2 separate regions of the Pan troglodytes genome follow, and region 1 is linked to region 2. Evidence: chromatin contacts called from public capture Hi-C data. All regions are on one chromosome and are shown on one strand. The core of a region is the stretch at or near the end of the contact, and the rest is flanking DNA. Distances in the headings are between cores, read along the strand shown.

The links. Capture Hi-C pulls out chosen DNA fragments and counts their contacts.
Region 1: a contact with region 2 is called in a capture Hi-C map of stem cell-derived neural stem cells, with 4 times the contacts expected there. The contact joins two enhancer-like sites. A contact is called at or near these places in 5 of 7 Hi-C or Micro-C datasets (blood, induced pluripotent stem cells, a lymphoblastoid cell line and 1 more) and 1 of 1 other capture datasets (stem cell-derived neural stem cells).

Annotation. Positions count from the first base shown.
Region 1 is chr11:7,274,509-7,278,218 of NHGRI_mPanTro3-v2.0_pri, reverse strand. NUP214 (nucleoporin 214) reads left to right here. Exons shown (of 34, transcript XM_063788165.1): 24 at 400-499. Among named protein-coding and RNA genes, the nearest start is that of NUP214, 54 kb to the left of the region's middle. Within about 2 kb of position 1,733, at least 1 of the 24 cell types and tissues checked has an H3K27ac peak or open chromatin away from gene starts, as enhancers often do. A contact at or near this core is called in stem cell-derived neural stem cells, where this site is marked.
Region 2 is chr11:7,122,227-7,125,936 of NHGRI_mPanTro3-v2.0_pri, reverse strand. No RefSeq gene overlaps it. Among named protein-coding and RNA genes, the nearest start is that of PRRC2B, 41 kb to the right of the region's middle. Within about 2 kb of position 1,491, at least 3 of the 24 cell types and tissues checked have an H3K27ac peak or open chromatin away from gene starts, as enhancers often do. A contact at or near this core is called in stem cell-derived neural stem cells, where this site is marked.

The DNA.
Region 1 (3,710 bases), core at 484-2,983, 150 kb before region 2:
AATAAGCCCATGTTAAAGAAAGACAGTGAATGAGTGGCAGAAATCCTGAGTCTAGATGCTGTTAATCCTCTGGCTCAAGCTGCCCTTTTCCAGGACAAGCCAGCAGTGTGGCAGGTGTCTCAGCTCTGTTGTAGAAAAGCTGGCCAGAGAATTCTTTTCCCCTACTCTAGTACATTCGATTCAGTTACAGGAAGCCTTGTTCCATCACCTGTGTTAATGGAGTGGGCCAGGTGTTCCTTTGAACACAATGCTGCAAGAACTACCTAGAGTAGATTTCCTTCACATGATAAGGCTCTAATCTGCTTGGGCTCATGTCTTGGTTTTTCATTTATATGTGGCTAGAACTTTTTATCCTTTGCTGGAATTAATATGGTGTTCTCTCTTCTCTGTTTAAATTAGCTGTAAACACTTTGACTGAATCAACGTTGAAGAATGTCCCTCAAGTGGTAAATGTGCAGGAATTGAAGAATAACCCTGCAACCCCTTCTACAGCCATGGGGTATGTTCTGACTGCAGTGTGTTTCAGCCCCTGGCTGCTTCTGTAGTAGCGGTGGACTGCCTGCAGGGAGCAGCAGTGCCACTGTCACAGTCTGGTTTTCCTGCACCACCTTAGGTTATAAGGGGGGTGGCGGCTAAGCCTGCCTACACAATGCATTTTCAGGAGATTGTCCTTTTTAACTGGCCAGTGACAGTTGCCTCACAAACTTTTAAAGTTTGTCTTGATGCTGTATGCTCAGTTTCTGTTTGCCATGTGTAAGTCTCTGTGTGGTACACATTAGGTGTGCAGGTTGATTTTTTTTTTTTTTTTAAATGCCCTAGGGGTTCCAGAGTTGATGCTTTGGGTCTCATGCAGACTTGATTCTGGAAACTGTAATCTCAAGGGTGACACTCTCCTCCCTCACTTCCCTTCTCCAGGCATTTCTGTTCTTCCCATTTCTTTTGCTTTTGTATAAAAGACAGCAGCTCTGTTTGGAGACTTTAGCTTCTCTGCCATGCCATGTTTGAGGGCTGGATTGTTGCTGGTGGAGCTCACTTGTTTTTTTGGTGGTGGTGGTGGTTTTGTTGTTGTTGTTGTTTTGTTTTGTTTTGTTTTGTTTTAGACAAGGTCTCACTCTTGCCCAGACTGGAGTGCAGAGTGCGGTACGATCATGGCACACTGTAGCCTTAACCTTCTGGGCCCAAGCCATGCTCCCATATCTGCCTCCCAAGTAGCTGCTGGGACTACAGGCACATGACACCACACCCAGCTAATTTTTTAATTTTTTGTAGAGATGGAGTTTTTGCCATGTCACCCCAGGCTGGTCTCAAATTTCTGGGCTCAAGTGATCCTCTCACCTCATCCTCACAAAGTGCTGTGATTATAGGCAGGAGCCACTGTGCCCAGCCTAGCTCATTTGTCTTTAGTCCTCATCTGTGTTCAGAATTCAGGGTGCTGACTCCCTCCCGCTGCCCTGGGCAGGTTCACAGAACATGCCTGTGCCCTGCTTTGCCCTGCATATTTCGTGACTGTGATCCCTTTAGACCAACCACCATCCCCTGTGGCAAAGGGAAGAGTTGAGGGACATTTCCTCACTTGGAACATGGGGATCTTGAGGACTAGTATCAGATTTCAGGGAGTTAGTGTCTGGTACCCATGATTAGTCTAGCAGCAAGAAGGGCAGCCATAGACCTTGTGGTTCTCCACAGCGTGCCCACCCTCTGCCATTGCACAGAGCAGATCTGCCCACGGTTCTGTTTTCCCTCTCTCAAGTGGCCCTGCCTCACTGGTCCGCTGGCCTCTTTTTTTCCATGTTCTGTTTATCAACACTGCTTGTTTGAGGAATTTTTAGTTATCTCAGGGCTATACTAACAGCCAAAAAACAAGCCTTCTCTATTACTATTTTGTAGTGACCTCGGAGCCTTGGTATGCTGTTTAGACCAAGACGGTATTTGTGGTTGTTGCAAGCTTTTCAAGGGAAAGAACTATGCATTAGAGTTTGGGAATTGTAGCCAGATTCCCAGCATAGGGAAGGCAAGGAAAAGCCACGGAAAGGCAGAATGTTACATAAGATGGGAAAATTCAGCGTATGGTACAGGAAGTATTGTCTGGTATTTCTGAGCTATATTAGGTGCTAACCATGTATGAGAAGCACCTTTTGGAGATTCCACTTCTCCTTCTCTCAAGCTTCATTTCCCTAAATGGTTCACCTGAGCTGATCTTTGATGAAGGGTTTGTTCAAGGAGTAATTTTGAGTCTACTCTTTCTGACAAGAAAAATCTCAGACAACTTAAGAAATCTTGAAGAAACTTTCTGTTCCATTCTCCACAGAATTGGACTCTGGTATAATTATTTCATGTGTATGCCCAGCATGGTGCCTGAAATGTAGAAGCATTCCTTTCAATAATCATTTATTGAATAATAGGTAAACTCTACTCCAAACATAAATTGAAAAGTGAAAATTGGTATTTACTGCCACCCCTCCCCAGGAAAGATGAATATGTTCATTGTAAAATGACTTGCTTTCAGATTCTTTTATGTTTTATTTTTAAAATTATTTTCAGCCAGCTCTCGTGGAACAGATTCTTTTAAACAGTAGTTTCCTAAGTGTATTTTAAGTATTTAATTTTGCAGTTAGCTTTTTCTCAGTGGTATCTACCGAAGATTTATCATAGGATGAGCTTACATATTTCTGCCATTGGTGTACTTTATGTTCATTGGCCTCATCCATTCAGTTCGTTGGAAGAGTGTTTATCTGGCGCCAACCCACAGCTATTCAAATTCCTTTGCAGTGCTCCATCGCTTGATTCAGCAGATTCTTACACAGCGTCTGCTGTGAGCATGATACTGCCCTGGGTACTAGAGATAGGGTAGTTGAATAAGACAAACCAAACAAGAAGACAGCCGGGAAACTGCCAATTACACAAACACTTATTTTGGTGTGCATTCATTCATTTATTCATTCTTTCAACAAATACTTAATGAGCATTTGTTGTATGCCACACAGTATTCTTAGGTGCTGGAGATAAACTACCTGTTTTGTTGTTAACAAAATAGACCAAAAAAACTAACAGACTGATTGTTTGGAGAGACAAACAATAATCAAAATAAATAAGTAAAATATGTAATATATTAGATGGTGATATGGTGTGATGGAGAAAATTAAAGTGGGGGAAAGGTTAGAGAGTATTGTCTGAACATGGGTTATAATTTTAAATAGGGTGGCCAGGGAAGGCCTCCTCGGGAAGGTGGCCTTTGAATGAAGAGAGAAAGGCCACACAGCAGGTCTCATTAATATCTCGGAAGAAAGCTCCAAGCACAGGGCCTGTAGCAGGAGCGTGTCTACAAGTTGAAGAGCGAGCCAGGGGGGACCTCTGGTGACGAGAGTAGAGGGAACAAGAGGAAGAATGCTGGGGGAGTAGGTCAGGGAAGACTGTTGGTGGACAGTGTCTGTTTGAGTCCCTACTTTCAGTTCTTTTGGGTATGTATGTAGGAGTGGAATCGCTGGATCACATAGCTCAAACTGGTTTACAGAGGTGCTGCACCATTTTTTATTCCCAACAGCAATGTATGGGGGTTCCAGCTTCTCCACATCCTCACCAACACTCATTATTGACTATCTTTTTGGCTATAGTCATCCTAGTGGTATAAAATGGTATCTCACACTATCAGTGGTTTTGATTTGCATTTCCCTAATGGCTGGTGATATTGAGCATCTTTTCACGTGCTTATT
Region 2 (3,710 bases), core at 242-2,741:
AACTGTATCTTGTTCTCAGAGTGCTGATGAGGATTGAGTGTGCTTATCCGTGTAAAGAGACTGGCTATGCCTGCTGTTTATTCATTTACTTATTTATTGAGATAGGGTCTCACTGTGTCACCCAGGCTGGAGTGCAATGATGCAATCTCGGCTCACTGCAACCTCCATCTCCTGAGCTCAAGTGATCCTCCAACCTCAGCCTCCCGAGTAGCTGGGACCACAGACATGCGCCACCGTGCCTGGCTAATTTTTTGTATTTTTGGTAGAGATGGGGTTTTCAGGGAAGGTCTCGAACTCCTGAGCTCAAGCAATCCGCCCACCTCGGCCTCCCAAAGTGCTGGGATTACAGGCATGAGGCACCATGCCTGGCCACCTGCTGTTTAATTAGTGCTAAGTGTGTGTATGTGTGAGTGTGAGTGTGTGTGTGTGTGCGTGCGCGCGTATGTGGCCCACAGAGAGAGTTTCAGCAGTACCCACCAGGGCCAGCTCTATACTAAGCCCTTTACACACACTGCCACATGAAGAAAGAGCTTCCAATATCTATCATTAAGGATGAGAAAACTGAGACTCAGCAAGGCTTACTGACTTTTCCAACATCCAATCCAGCCACCTGATTTGTGTCTCCAAATCCTCAACTACCCACTATCAAGCCTGACTCATCAAGTATTGCACGAGGGAAATGGATTTTCTACAAAATAAGAAAACCCAGGCTGTGCAGTGGCTCACACCTGTAATCTCAGCACTTTGGGAGGCCGAGGCGGGTGGATCACGAGGTCAGGAGATCGAGACCATCCTGGCCAACATGGTGAAACCCTGTCTCTACTAAAAATACAAAAATTAGCTGAGCATGGTGGCACGCGCCTATAGTCCCAGCTACTCGGAAGGCTGAGGCAGGAGAATCGCTTGAACCCAGGAGGCGGAGGTTGCAGTGAGCTGAGATCGCACCACTGCACCCCAGCCTGGTGACAGAGCAAGACTCCATCTCAAAAAAAAAAGAAAACCTGAGCCTTCAGGCCTGCATTCTGGCTCGTTTATTCCTTCACCAGCTGGAGCCCTCCCCCATGGCAGGTGCTGGCTGAGCCTGGGGAGAGCAGGCCACACGGGGGAAGGTGCTTTGAGACCCTCCCCAGAAGAATCCTCCAGCCTCTGGCTAAACCCCCAGCCACCTTCACCAGTCACATCCAGGCTCCTGGGAGCAAACACAAGCTCTCTTGGCTTCCTAAGAACCAGTTGTCCCTGTCCCCACCTACCCTCACCCCAGCAGTGCGGGGAGGGGGTCCCCTCCTGAGAAGGGTCACATTCTAGGCCTGAGGGCGGCCAAGCCAGCCCAGTGGTGTTTTCTCAAGCTGCCTGAAGAAACAAGTCCAGCAGCTGGCCTTCCTGCTGTGATAATCCTCTTCCTGCCCCTGCGCCCCCTCCCCACTTGGCCGGAAAGCGGCAGGCTTTCTCTTCCCCTCCTTACAAGGGAGGCCTGGGCTGGAATGTGTCCCTTGATAACGGGGCTCGTGAGGGGCTTGGCATAGAATGGGCTGCCTGCTGTGGGCTCTCAGACACATGTGGGGCTGACTGATAAGGGCCCTGCTGGCCTTCTGCGCTGAGGCCCCATTTGACAAGCTGTGGGCAGGATTTGAAGAGGGGTCAGTGTTCACAGAGTCCCCTGGAATCCATCAAATGTGCAGGGAGCGGGCTGGGCACAGTGGCTCATGCCTGTAATCTCAGCACTTTGGGAGGCTGAGGTGGGTGGATCACCTGAGGTCAGGAGTTCAAGACCAGCCTGGCCAACATAGTGAAACCCCATCTCTACTAAAAATACAAAAAGTAGCTAGGTGTGGTGGTGCACACCTGTAGTCCCAGCTACTTGGGAGGCTGAGGCAGGAGAATTGCTTGAACCCGGGAGGCACAGGTTGCAGTGAGGTGAGATTGCACCATTGCACTCCAGCCTGGCGACAGAGCGAGACTCCATCTCAAAAAAAAAATTGTGCAGGGAGCACAGCCTTGGGCGGACCCTGTGTGTGCATGGGGGTGGGAGTGAGGGGAGGAAGACCCAGTCACTGTCCCCAGGGGCTCACAGTGTAAGGGCCCCTGGGGTCAAGGACATGAAAAGAGGAATTTGCTAGGTACAAAGTTGGTTTTTTTTGTTTTGTTTTGTTTTGTTTTTCAGACAGGATCTTACTCTGTCACCCAGGCAGGAGTGCAGTGACACAATCATGGCTCACTACAGCCTCTATTTCCTGGGCTCAAGCGATCCTCCTGCCTCAGCCTCCAGGGTAGCTGGAACTATAGGCATGCACCACCATTCCTGACTAATTTATTAAATTTTTATAGAGACAGGGGGGTCTCACCTACCCAGGCTGGTCTCAAACTCCTGGGCTCAAGTGATCCTCCCACCTCAGCCTCCCAAAGTACTGGGATTACAGGCATAAGCCAGTGCGCCCAGCCTGAAGTTATTTTATTCACCCATTAATTGTGTCGACAAATCCTATAGATGTCACACTGAATGAATGAGTCTAGAATGAAGGTTAAGAATCAGGACTCAGATATCAGCCAGGCCCAGATTCGAGGCATAGCTCCATTACTTAGTGGCTTTGACTTACCGTGTAAGACTCCATTTCCTCATCTGTAAAATGAGGAGAACCGGCCGGCCAGGCGCAGTGACTCACGCCTGTAATCCCAGCACTCTGGGAGGCCGAGGTGGGCAGATCACCTGAGGTCAGGAGTTTGAGACCAGCCTGGCCAACATGGTAAAACCCCATCTCTACTAAAAATACAAAAATTAGCCGGGCGTGGTGGCAGCCTCCTGTAGTGTCAGCTACTTGGGAGGCTGAGGCAGGAGAAGCACTTGAACCCGGGAGGCGGAGGTTGCAGTGGGCCCACTGAACTCCAGCCTGGGCAACAAGAGTGAAACTCCATCTGAAAAAAAAAAGAGGAGAACCAAGTACCTACCTCAAAGGCGCCTCATGAGGATTTGGGGAGATGGCACGCATATTGCACGCAAAATGGGCTTGGGGACTGGGAAGCCCTCAGTAAATGTTTTGTTTTTGGTTTTTTTAGATAGTGTCTTTCTCTGTCACCCAAGCTGGAGTGTGGTGGTGTGATCTCAGCTCACTGCAACTTCCACCTGCTGGGTTCAAGTGATTCTCCTGCCTCAGCCTCCCAAGTAGCTGAGATTACAGGCCCCCACCAGCATGCCCAACTTATTTTTGTATTTTTAGTAGAGACAGGGTTTCACCATGTTGGACTGGCTGGTCTCGAACTCCTGACCTCAAGTGATTCACCTACCTCGGCCTTCCAAAGTCCTGGGATTACAGGCACAAGCCACCACGCCTGGCATGTAAATGTGTTTTTGTTTTGTTTTGTTTTTGTTTTTGTTTTTGAGACAGAGTCTCACTCTGTCGCCCAGGCTGGAGTGCAGTGGTGCAGTCTCGGCTCACTGTAACCTCTGCCTCCCAGGTTTAAGCGATTCTCCTGCCTCAGCCTCCCAACTAGCTGGGACTACAGGCATGTGCCACCACGCCCAGCTGATTTTTTGTATTTTTAGTAGAGATGGGGTTTCACTGTGTTAACCAGGATGATCTCAATCTCCTGACCTCGTGATCCATCCACCTCGGCCTCCCAAAGTGCTGGGATTACAGGCGTGAGCCACCAAACCTAGCCCTGTAAATGGTTTTTAAACCATGACACTGGCTCCCAGTGCTTTGGGAGGCCAATGA